Linked DNA regions of Ovis aries: region 2 is linked to region 1. Evidence: chromatin contacts called from public Hi-C data. All regions are on one chromosome and are shown on one strand. Each heading gives the region's core, a stretch centred on a gene start, on an enhancer-like site or on the middle of the called end of the contact. The rest is flanking DNA. Distances are from core to core; before and after follow the strand shown.

Region 1 (5,014 bases), core at 1,390-3,889:
CCCTTAGTCCCTCTGGATTCAGCCTCTCCACTCCTAAATCTAGGGTCACAGTTAACTTGGCATCCAATGGTCCTTTGGGGTCTAATATTTTGAGATCTCAAGGAGGGTTCCCATCTTCATGTTGCATTATTCTGACTTCTATCTAGAACATGACCCTTCCAACCACCTAAAGCAACATCTCTCTCCCTATCTCTGTCTTCTATGCACCTGACCAGGAGGGTTTTGTTGACAAAATTTCTCTCCAGGCTTCCTAACAAAGCCCAAGAAAATTTAATGATCCTTCTAGAGACCAAAGCTTGAGAGGATGGCTTACAAATCTTGCCCAACTGAAGGCCTTGGTTCTCAGGAGTACTCACAGAGAACCTGAGTTGTCTGAAAGATGGAATGCCCGACAGAAGCAAGGGGTCCCAGACTGTGGCCTGGCCCCACCACTGATTCGTGGGGTGAGCTCAGACAAGCCTGCTGTGGGGGTAACATTGGGGAGCACGTGTGTTATGTAGTTACCAAGGCTGGGCCAAATGATTTCTCAGAGAACTTCCAGTTCTATGAACCATGAAAACCCTAACTTAGGTTAGTCCCAGACCTAAAACACTCTGTTCTGCTGCAGGTGTCCAGAAATTTTAATGCGTGTAGACAGACTCCTAGCTGGGGTAGAGCAACATGCTCAAAAGATAGATAGTCGGAGCTGGGACTGACTTCGTCGTGTCCCTGCAGCAGGCCTGGCAGTGTACAGCTGAGTCCACCCAGCCATCTAAAATCAGCTAGAAGGGCCCTTCTGGATCATCTGGCCCACCCTGCTCTTCCTCTAGCTTGAGACACAACCACCGGAAAAAAAGTCCTAGATTTTAACTCCAGGCGATCTACTTGCCGTGATGTGTGGACTGTTCTCCCCTCCCCTCCCCTCCCTAGTCTTTAGTTCTTCAAATTAAACCCCTCGGTGTAGCTAATTTGGTTGGGAAATAAATGAAACAGAGGTGTGTTTTGCTCCCAATGCTCCCCAAATTCAAACTTCCAGGAATACTATAGGATTCCTGTCTCATAACCAAAAATGATTACATCATGGGCTCACAGGGTGATAAGGAGACTCAAAGCCACATGGCTGATGACCCATGGAATATTCATCTAGGACTGGACAAGAGCCACATGACTCTCACACCAACCCAACACATCTCTGAACAGCACTAACTGGTCCAGTATTTGAGCTGCCAGAACTGTGACTTGCAATGTGTGTTGTATGTCCTTAATGAAAGTCTTCCCACTGCGTCATCCGGGAAACGGGGACAAGAGCAGTATTCGCCGTCAGCTGAGTGCATCATCTCCTTAAACTTCCAGGAGCTATGCTGTTTGGGCCCACAGAGCCAGCCCCTATCAGCCCTGGCCCTCCTAACAGCCTTGAAAGTCACTAGGCACCAGCAGCGTGCCTTCTCCAGGCTCCTCTCCACGTTCAGCAGTTCCATTCCACCGAGAGCTCCTCTGGAGCCCTGCTTCCCCAGTCCCTTCCCTTAGCCAACTCAGTGATGTCATTCTTCAAGAGAGTTGCCTCTGTTTTCCTTTCTTTTCGAAACATCTAACAGATTCTTTAAGAAAAACTGAGATACAGCATGGCATTTGACTTCAGGAAATGCAAAAGCTTCAAAATAAGTTTTTTTTTTTTTCCATCCTTGGGTTTCTCAGAATTACAGCTGAGGTCAACCCAACAACATACAAAGACCAAAGGGGAAAGGAAAAAAAAAGAAAAAGAACCTACATGTGTGAGAGGCGAGTCCAGGCTTGTACTTCTACATCCCCCTGTTACGAGAAGCTCATCTGACAGTTGCCACGAGTGACAGGTGTGAGGGGGTCCTTGGCCGAGGAGGAGAGCTGTTCATGGTGTGACGTGCTGGCCTGAGCCAAGGGCTTGAACCTTAACCTCCCATGGAATCTAACCTGACCTGCAGAACCAAGGACAGAATGAGGCCAGGTGTCATCCAGCCCGGAAGGGGAGACCAGGCCAAGCATCCACATTCCCTTCCTCAAGCCCTGAGAGCTGAGCTGACATCCACAGAGGGAAGGAGCAGAGACAGACTACATGATTCAGCTCGACAAACATTTACAGAGTATCTTCTGGGCTGGCAGTGGGGATATGGAAACATATCTGCCCAGTCACTGCCCTGAGGATTCATGGTCCAATGGAGAAGGCAAATAAATGGAAAGAGAGGTCAGAGAAGGGTTCCCAGAGGAGATAGCTGCCAGGCAGTGCTTTAAACAAGGCACAACTTGCCAGTGAAGAGGGGGATTCCAGATGAAATGGAAAACCAGCATGGTGTAACTAGGGGCATCCCAAGGGCCCAACCTCTAGTAGAATGGTCAAAAATCCACTCAGGCATAAGAGTCAGACAGCCTCAGCTTGAATTGCCCCTCTACCACTGACTAGCTTTGAAAATGTGACAAGCCACGTAACTTTTTAAAGACTCAATTTCCTTATATACAAGAGGGAAGTTTCTAGAGCACCTTTCTTGTGGGATGATGGTGAGACTGAAATAAAATAATGCATGTAACAGGCTTAGCTGAGTAAAAAGAAAATAGCCATTAGTCACTATGTACTAGCTAGCATTATTATTCCCAGCACCACCACTGCTACTGCTGGAACAAGTACAAGAGGCAACAGCGGGAAGAGGGAAGGCGAGCGGGGAGACTGCAGAGTTCATTAGGGATTAGAACACAATGGAACACAAATGCCATGGGGAGGAGCTTGGTCCCGATCCCGAAGTCACAGTGGGTCAGAAAGCGGTTCCGAGCAAAGAGACACAGCCAGACATGTCTCTCTGCAATTCTCTGGACCTGATGTTCCATGCCCCAAAAAGAGAAGGCTGGGCCTTCTACTTATAGCCACAGCACATTTAAGAATGAACCCCTCTGTTCCCTGGTGGTCTAGTGGTTAGAATTCGGGCTTTCACTACCTTGGCCCAGGTTCAATCCCTTGTCAGGAAACTGAAATTCCACAAGCCCTGTGGGGCATGGCTCAAAAAAAAAAAAAAAAAAAAAAAAAGGAGCAGTCCTCATTGCCTCCTTGCTATGACTGTACACACCCCAAGAGTGTGGGCTGCAGGCAGGACAAGATTCCCTAGCTGGAGGATGAGTGAGAGATGAAATCAAAAGAACGAAAGAACAAGGGCAGCTGGCCCTCCAGCCCTCCTCACCCAAGAGACCTGTGGACCAGAGCCTCTTCATGCCTCCAGGGGAGATAAGAGTGAAGAGAGAGCCCTGCTTCTGCTGGGGGTGCCTCTAGCAGTGAGCATGTTCAGACAGCAGGGGGAACTCTTCACTTAACTTTCTACCACTGCAAGCCCCCACTGTAAGGAATGCCAGGAGGGATTTTCCCAGGCCAGGACAGAGGGCGATGGGGAAGACTGTGAGTCCAACAGATGCTACTCTAAAATCCCCGTGAGCAAGCCGGCTAGGATGTGGTCACCTCGACTGAATGGCCGCCTAGTCTCTGACAGATGGAATCATTGGTCGTCTTTGTCATCTCTGGTGACACCATCAAAAAGATGTCAATGTCAGATCCTAGATCTGCCAGTTCTGTAGATTAGGGAAACCAAGACTCAATGAGAAGGAAAAAATGCCCAGAATAAGCTGAATTCATGAGTCGTTGCAGGAAATGTATGGTTTGGTTCTGTGCATACAAAATAATGACTATACTAAGAAATGAAGCTGCCATCACCAGTGAATGCATTTAAAATATTCTGATTTCTTAAATTCCACAATGACATAAACCTTGTCTTTTCTCCCAGCCAAGGAAGCTCCATATAGCAGGCTCCCTGCTTAGGTCTCTATGATCTTATATCCTTTTAAAATTGAATGCTAGGATGTGTTTACCTCCTGTCTGGCAAAATGGCCTTGAGGAGGAAGCCTGGTCTCTGAAATCAGATAGACATGGGAGTGGATATCAGGGTTTCCTCCAACTTGCAGTGACCTTGTATTGCTGATCATGTCTGGACATCAGGGTGAGCCTTGCAGAGCTATTCTGAGCATTCAGTCAGCTGGAATACACAGACATGCACCCTTAAAGGAAGGATGGCGATAATTCCTAGCAGCCTCAGTGTGCTGTCCACACTGCCTGGCTGAGTGACATAGGACAGCGCACTGAATTTGCCTAGTGCCCATGCTCCTTTCCATCTCTCAAAGGGGCTTAGCCAGCCCTCTCTCACAGAGCTGTTGCAGAGATCCAGTGAGGTGGAGTACATGAAGCGACAAGAATGGCACCAGGTACATACAGGAACTCAGGCCCTGTTGGTTTCCTTCCTCCAACTTCCACAATCTTTTGTAAAAGTCCATGTGGAAGCAATCAAGTTTAAAGAAAAAAAACTCCTAAGGTACTTGATGGCAAAATGAGAAATAAACAGGTTTTCCTTTTATCCCCCAAATGGAAACAGAATAGTAACTGTCTCCATCAAAGGGTCATGGGAAAAGATCTGGTGTCTCCAGTTACCAGAGCAGAGACAGGCATTTAACATGTGGTCTTACTTTTAGGGAATTGCTCAGAGGACATCTCATGTATCCTGAAAAGAGCTCCATTCAAGAAATCATGGGCCTACCTCCAAGGTCAGTAACCAACACCAGGAACCCCAACCATATGAGGGTCACTCCTATGGCCAGAGGTCACAAGCAGAGGCTCACGGGCAAATGTGACCTGCATGTGTATTTTGTTTAACCTGTGTGATAATTTTTATAATTTGAATTTAAATGGCTTGGGGGAGAGGGGAGAGCATTACTCTCAAAAGCGGCAAGATTCCTGCTTCCTAAGCCTCATCCACTCCTTGAAGTTTGCCTCCCTGGCCTGTGGGGGAATCGGTGCTCCACCCCCACCCCTCTTCATTCACCTACTGGCTGCAGGCCAAGGGTACTGTCCTTTCCCTCGTACGTGGGAAGCAGGCTCTTAATCTCTGCCTCTATCAAGTCATTCACAAGAGAGTCACAAAACTTCCTGGTGTCCAGACTGATAGCTTGATGACCATGTTGGCACAGGCCCCAT
Region 2 (5,014 bases), core at 630-3,129, 180 kb after region 1:
TCTTGCCTCCCCCCTGCCAAAAAAAAGGGGGTTCAAAGAAATATTTATTAGGAGCAACCCCACGTCCAAGGAGCAATGGATGCACAGGCGCAGGAGGGCCAAGAGGAGCTACTCCACGATCAAGGTCAGGAGGGGCGGCGGTGAGGAGATACCCTAGTCCAAGGTAAGGAGCAGCGGCTGCACTTTGCTAGAGCAGCCATGAAGAGATACCCCACGTCCAAGGTAAGAGAAACCCAAGTAGGATTGTAGGTGTTGCGAGAAGGCATCAGAGGGCAGACACTCTGAATCCATACTCACAGAAAACTAGTCAATCTAATCACACAGACCACAGCCTTGTCTAACTCTTCCATGGTGGTAGAAAACAAAAGCATTACAAAGGCAGTAAGAAACATCAGGAATAGCCCTCTTCTCCTGAAATCCTCTCAGGACTGGGAGTAGACCCAAACTCCAGCCTAATCTCATTCTGCTGGAGTCCAGGCTTTGAGAAGCCTGGGTTTAATTGGGCAAGTATGAGTACATGAGAGGTAATGATCCAAGTCCCGCAGGACCAGTTGAGATAAGGTATATGCCCTGCACATAGAAGCAGCTCAGTCAGTGGTAATCCCCGCAGTGGGACCCAGCCCCAAACACCATAAGCGCCAAGCAGTGGTGGCAGTTGGTTTTTTCCTAGAAAAGCCCCCACAGTGGGACTGGTCAGGATTCTGGCTTCATACATTTCAGATTCCTGTTCTCAGCGCTCCTGGAGAGTCTGAGAGTTTCCTAAAACCCTTTCAAAAATTCCTTTGCTACTTAAATGAGCCCGAGTAGATTCTGCCATCTACAACTTAGAACCAGGACCACGAGAGCTCCTGTTGGCTGCTAGTTTTAGTCTAAATCTCCAAAGTGAAAAGAGAAAGTGAGAGCCGCTCAGTTGTGTCCGACTCTTCGTGACCCCGTGGACTATAGAGTCCATGAAATCTTCTAGGTCAGAACACTGGAGTGGGTAGCCTTTCCCTTCTCCAGGGGATCTTCCCAACCCAGGGATCAAACCCGGGTCTCCCTCATTGCAGGCAGATCCTTTACCAGCTGAGCCGCCAGGGAAGCCCAAAATCTCCAAAGGAGAGCTTTATTGAAAAGAAGCTCTGGTCTACATGCTGTTCAGCTCCTATCCCAATTCTATCGAATACAGATTCAAACTCTGCCCTAGTCAATACCTGTGTAAATTGTCCTTTCATAAACCCGTTAGAAACAGAGGCAGTCTGTTGAAGCCCAGTGAAAGATGACCAAAGGAATGAGTGGGGAGGAGGAGATGAGGTCCGAGGCCACCACTGGAAATCCAAGTAGCCTGAGACCCATCGTTTCACTACTGTGAGCCTGGGTTCCCCAGCCTGCGAAATGGGAGGACAGCATCTGGCACAGGGAACTGATGTGAGATCAAAAGAGCAGTAGATATGAAGATCCCTTGTCTAACTGTAGCTCTAAGGAACAACTTAAATAGTGTCCTTTCCCATCTCTCTCCCACAAAAGGCAGGCACTGGATCTTCGCGATCAGGTCTCTCAGACTGGGGGAGGGGGAGGCGGGGGTGGGAGGAGGGGCTGCAGGGCCAAAACATGGGTCATATCGCCCTCTGGTGGATTTAAATGGAAAGGATATGGTTTTCAAATGGGCGACAAAGCTACAAAAACAGAACTCACCGAATCCTAAAATTCCAGAAGTGAAAGGGATCTTTGAGACCACTGAATCTAACATGCCCATTTAAATATGGGACAATAATAAAATTCCGAGAGGAAAAATTCCTTTCCTGAGGTCTTACCAAGAACAAAGCTCAGAGCCAGGGCCAGGCCCCAGCCCCTAATGCACATTCAAAGCGAGAACATTCTCTCTGACAGAAACACAGAAACCCTGAGTGGTCAGGGTCCGCATGACCTTGAACTCTCGGCACAGCTCAACGATGTTGTCAGCAAGTAGCACTTTAGTTGAACTCTGCCCAAGATTGGGTAATTTCCCCACCCAGTTTTATTGTCCAAAAGTTGTCACTTCTTTTTAAAACCTACCATGTCAATGTTTTGATTTCAGTACAAACAGACCAAGCTATAGCTATGGCAACTTCTTAGAAACTTAGAAAATATTCTCAAGCATGACTGGGTAATTCTAAGAGAAAAGAACAACAGAATGTCTAACTTCTCCAGGAACTACAGAAACCTTTTTTTTTTCCAGACCAATCTCTCCCATAGGTGGTTATCTATGAAGATTGAACAGTCCAAAGAAATTAAACACAAATTACCTTCACCTTAACACAACTGCCAGCCTAAGTCTGACTCATATAAGTCCCCACATTCTTCAGTTCAGTTCAGTTCAGTCACTCAGTCGTGTCCGACTCTTTGGGTCCCCATGAACCGCAGCACACCAGGCCTCCCTGTGCGTCACCAACTACCGGAGTTCACTCAAACCCATGTCCATCAAGTGGATGATACCATCCAGCCATCTCATCCTCTGTCATCCCTTCTCCTCCTGCCCTCAATCTTTCCCAGCATCAGGGTCTTTTCCAGTCAGCTCTTCCCATCTGGTGGCCAAAGTATTGGACTTTCAGCTTCAGCATCAGTCCTTCCCATGAACACCCAGGACTGATCTCCTTTAGGATGGACTGGGTGGATCTCCTTGCAGTCCAAGGGACTCTCAAGAGTCTTCTCCAACATCACAGTTCAAAAGCATCAATTCTTCAGCACTCAGCTTTCTTTATAGTCCAACTCTTACATCCATACATGACCACTGGAAAAACCACAGTCAAGCCTTGACTAGACGGACCTTTGTTGACAAAGTAATGTCTCTGCTTTTTAATATGCTGTCTAGGTTGGTCATAACTTTCCTTCCAAGAAGTAAGCGTCTTTTAATTTCATGGCTGCAATCACCATCTGCAGTGATTTTGGAGCCCAGAAAAATAAAGTCAGCCACTGTTTCCACTGTTTCCCCATCCATTTGCCATGTAATGATGGGACCGGATGCCATGATCTTAGTTTTCTGAAAGCTGAGTCCTAAAGCCAACTTTTTCACTCTTCTCTTTCACTTTCATCAAGAGGCCCTTTAGTTCTTCTTCACTTTCTGCCTTAACGTTGGTGTCATCTGCATTTCTGACGTTATTGATATTTCTCCCAGTGTTCTAATGGTGCCCAATTAGCCATCTTAATAAATGCTAAAAATATGCAGGCCGTGTTGGATCTTTGCCATGGAGAAGCATTCCATTGAAGGCAATTCTTAGAAGTCTCTCTCTCTCTTTGTTTTTTTAACCTCTAAATCCCTTTGGGATCTGAAGACTTTGTTGAAGACAGGGCTCAAATAAGCCCCCAGAGCTCTGTTCCCAGAGAGAGCAAGTGGGTCTTTGAATGACTCACCCACCCCTACCCCCAGCAGTCTCATGGGTAGCAAGGGAGCTTGGCCAGCAAGTCCTGTCAGTCTTTCAGGGTTAGGGAGAGAATCTAGTGGACTTCATCCCAGATCACACATTTTAATCCCCCACAATGCAATAGCCTGGGTATTCCTACCATGCCTAGACAGGGTCCTGAAGTTTAATCTGATTCAATCTTCTATTTTTACTCAGCAATAGCAATATCTGGTATTGAGTGTTTACAGTAATGCTGTTCTAAGAGGTTTACACGGCTTAACCCAGCTCCCACTAAAACTCTATACAGAAGGTGCTATTGATTATCCCCATTTTAGAGAAAGAAAAACTGTGACTCACAGAAGTTAACTCATCTGAGATCAAACAGCTAATAAGTGAGAGTCAGAATTTGAAGCCAAATTCAAATTCACTTGATTTCATAGCCCATTCTTTTAAATCCAGCCCCACTTGGAAGATAATCTTTACCATCTCTTAGCTAACTCATAGCAGGGAGTGGACCTCAATCCAAAATTGAAGGTGAGAATCACAAAAGCTCTGTGTGAGTTTGAGCCCAGTCCTCCCAAAGGCGCTTCTAAACTGAATTTTCCAGCTCCTTTCCAGCATTTTCATCCTCACTCTGCTTCCTTCCAGCAACACAGGTGTGTACCTGTGATCACAGTCAGATAGAAAGTGATACCATGTTGTGAGCACACTTAGTGTCTCCTCTTTCTGAAGGCAGTATGATATTTTTAGGAAAAATGGAGGTTTTGCAGTCAGACAGACCAGGATTTGAGACCCAACTCTGCCATCTCTACTACCTGCTTGTCCTTGGATATTTACAGGAATCCCCCCGTATCCATGGGGGGATGCCTGACACCACAGACAGAAACCTGTTTTCTGCTCAGGTCTTCCACCCACAAATTCAATGCCTTTTCAATCTTAACTAAGCACTCACCACACACTCTGGCTCTAACCCTTTGCAGTCTGAGGTGCAACAACAAAACTAGCACAAGTTTCTTTTTCCTTCCTCACAGTATCAGAGATGGGAGGCTCTTTCCTTCCATGGATCTTAGCAGTGTCAGCATATGATTTCTTTTTTCCTTACTAAGCAAGGAACTTTCTCCTTTCACCTGTATGTAGTACTTCATCGCTTCTCTTTGGCAGATCCAAATGGCTGGCATTACTCCTCTTACACTTTGGGGCCATTATTAAGTAATATAAGGGTTCCTTGAAATAAGCATTATGACATCGTTGACAGTCAATCTGATAACCAAGAGGGCTACTAAGTGACTAATGGGTGGGAATGGAAAAGGTTGGACAAAAAGATGAATCACCGTCTGGGTGGATTTACCTCCTAGGTAGGTCAGGGCTGACAGCTCGAGTTTTTATCACATTACAGTTTAAAACTTATGAATTGTTTACTTTTGGAATTTTCCATTTAACATTCTTGGATCATGGTTGATCCATGGGTAACTGAAACGTCTGAAAGCAAAACTACAGATAAAGTGGGGACTACCGTATTCCCTCTAAGTCTCATTCTTCTCATCTTGGAAAACATGAATAATAATATCAACACTATACTGCTGATTTGAGAATTAGTTCAAACCTATCTATAGTACCTAGCAGTGTCTGGCAGGTATATAGTAAGCATAGAAGAC

What was found. Hi-C and Micro-C count contacts between places; a contact is called where the count stands out from the background.
Region 2: a Hi-C map of tail adipose tissue shows a contact between it and region 1, with 6 times the contacts expected there. The contact joins two enhancer-like sites. A contact is called at or near these places in 7 of 16 Hi-C or Micro-C datasets (hypothalamus, liver, mixed tissues and 3 more).

Annotation. Positions count from the first base shown.
Region 1 is chr2:8,876,897-8,881,910 of ARS-UI_Ramb_v3.0, forward strand. It overlaps TNFSF8 (TNF superfamily member 8), which reads left to right. Exons shown (of 4, transcript XM_004003977.6): 3 at 4,513-4,584. Among named protein-coding and RNA genes, the nearest start is that of TNFSF8, 23 kb to the left of the region's middle. Within about 2 kb of position 2,640, at least 6 of the 54 cell types and tissues checked have an H3K27ac peak or open chromatin away from gene starts, as enhancers often do.
Region 2 is chr2:9,055,867-9,060,880 of ARS-UI_Ramb_v3.0, forward strand. No RefSeq gene overlaps it. Among named protein-coding and RNA genes, the nearest start is that of TEX48, 71 kb to the right of the region's middle. Within about 2 kb of position 1,880, at least 4 of the 54 cell types and tissues checked have an H3K27ac peak or open chromatin away from gene starts, as enhancers often do.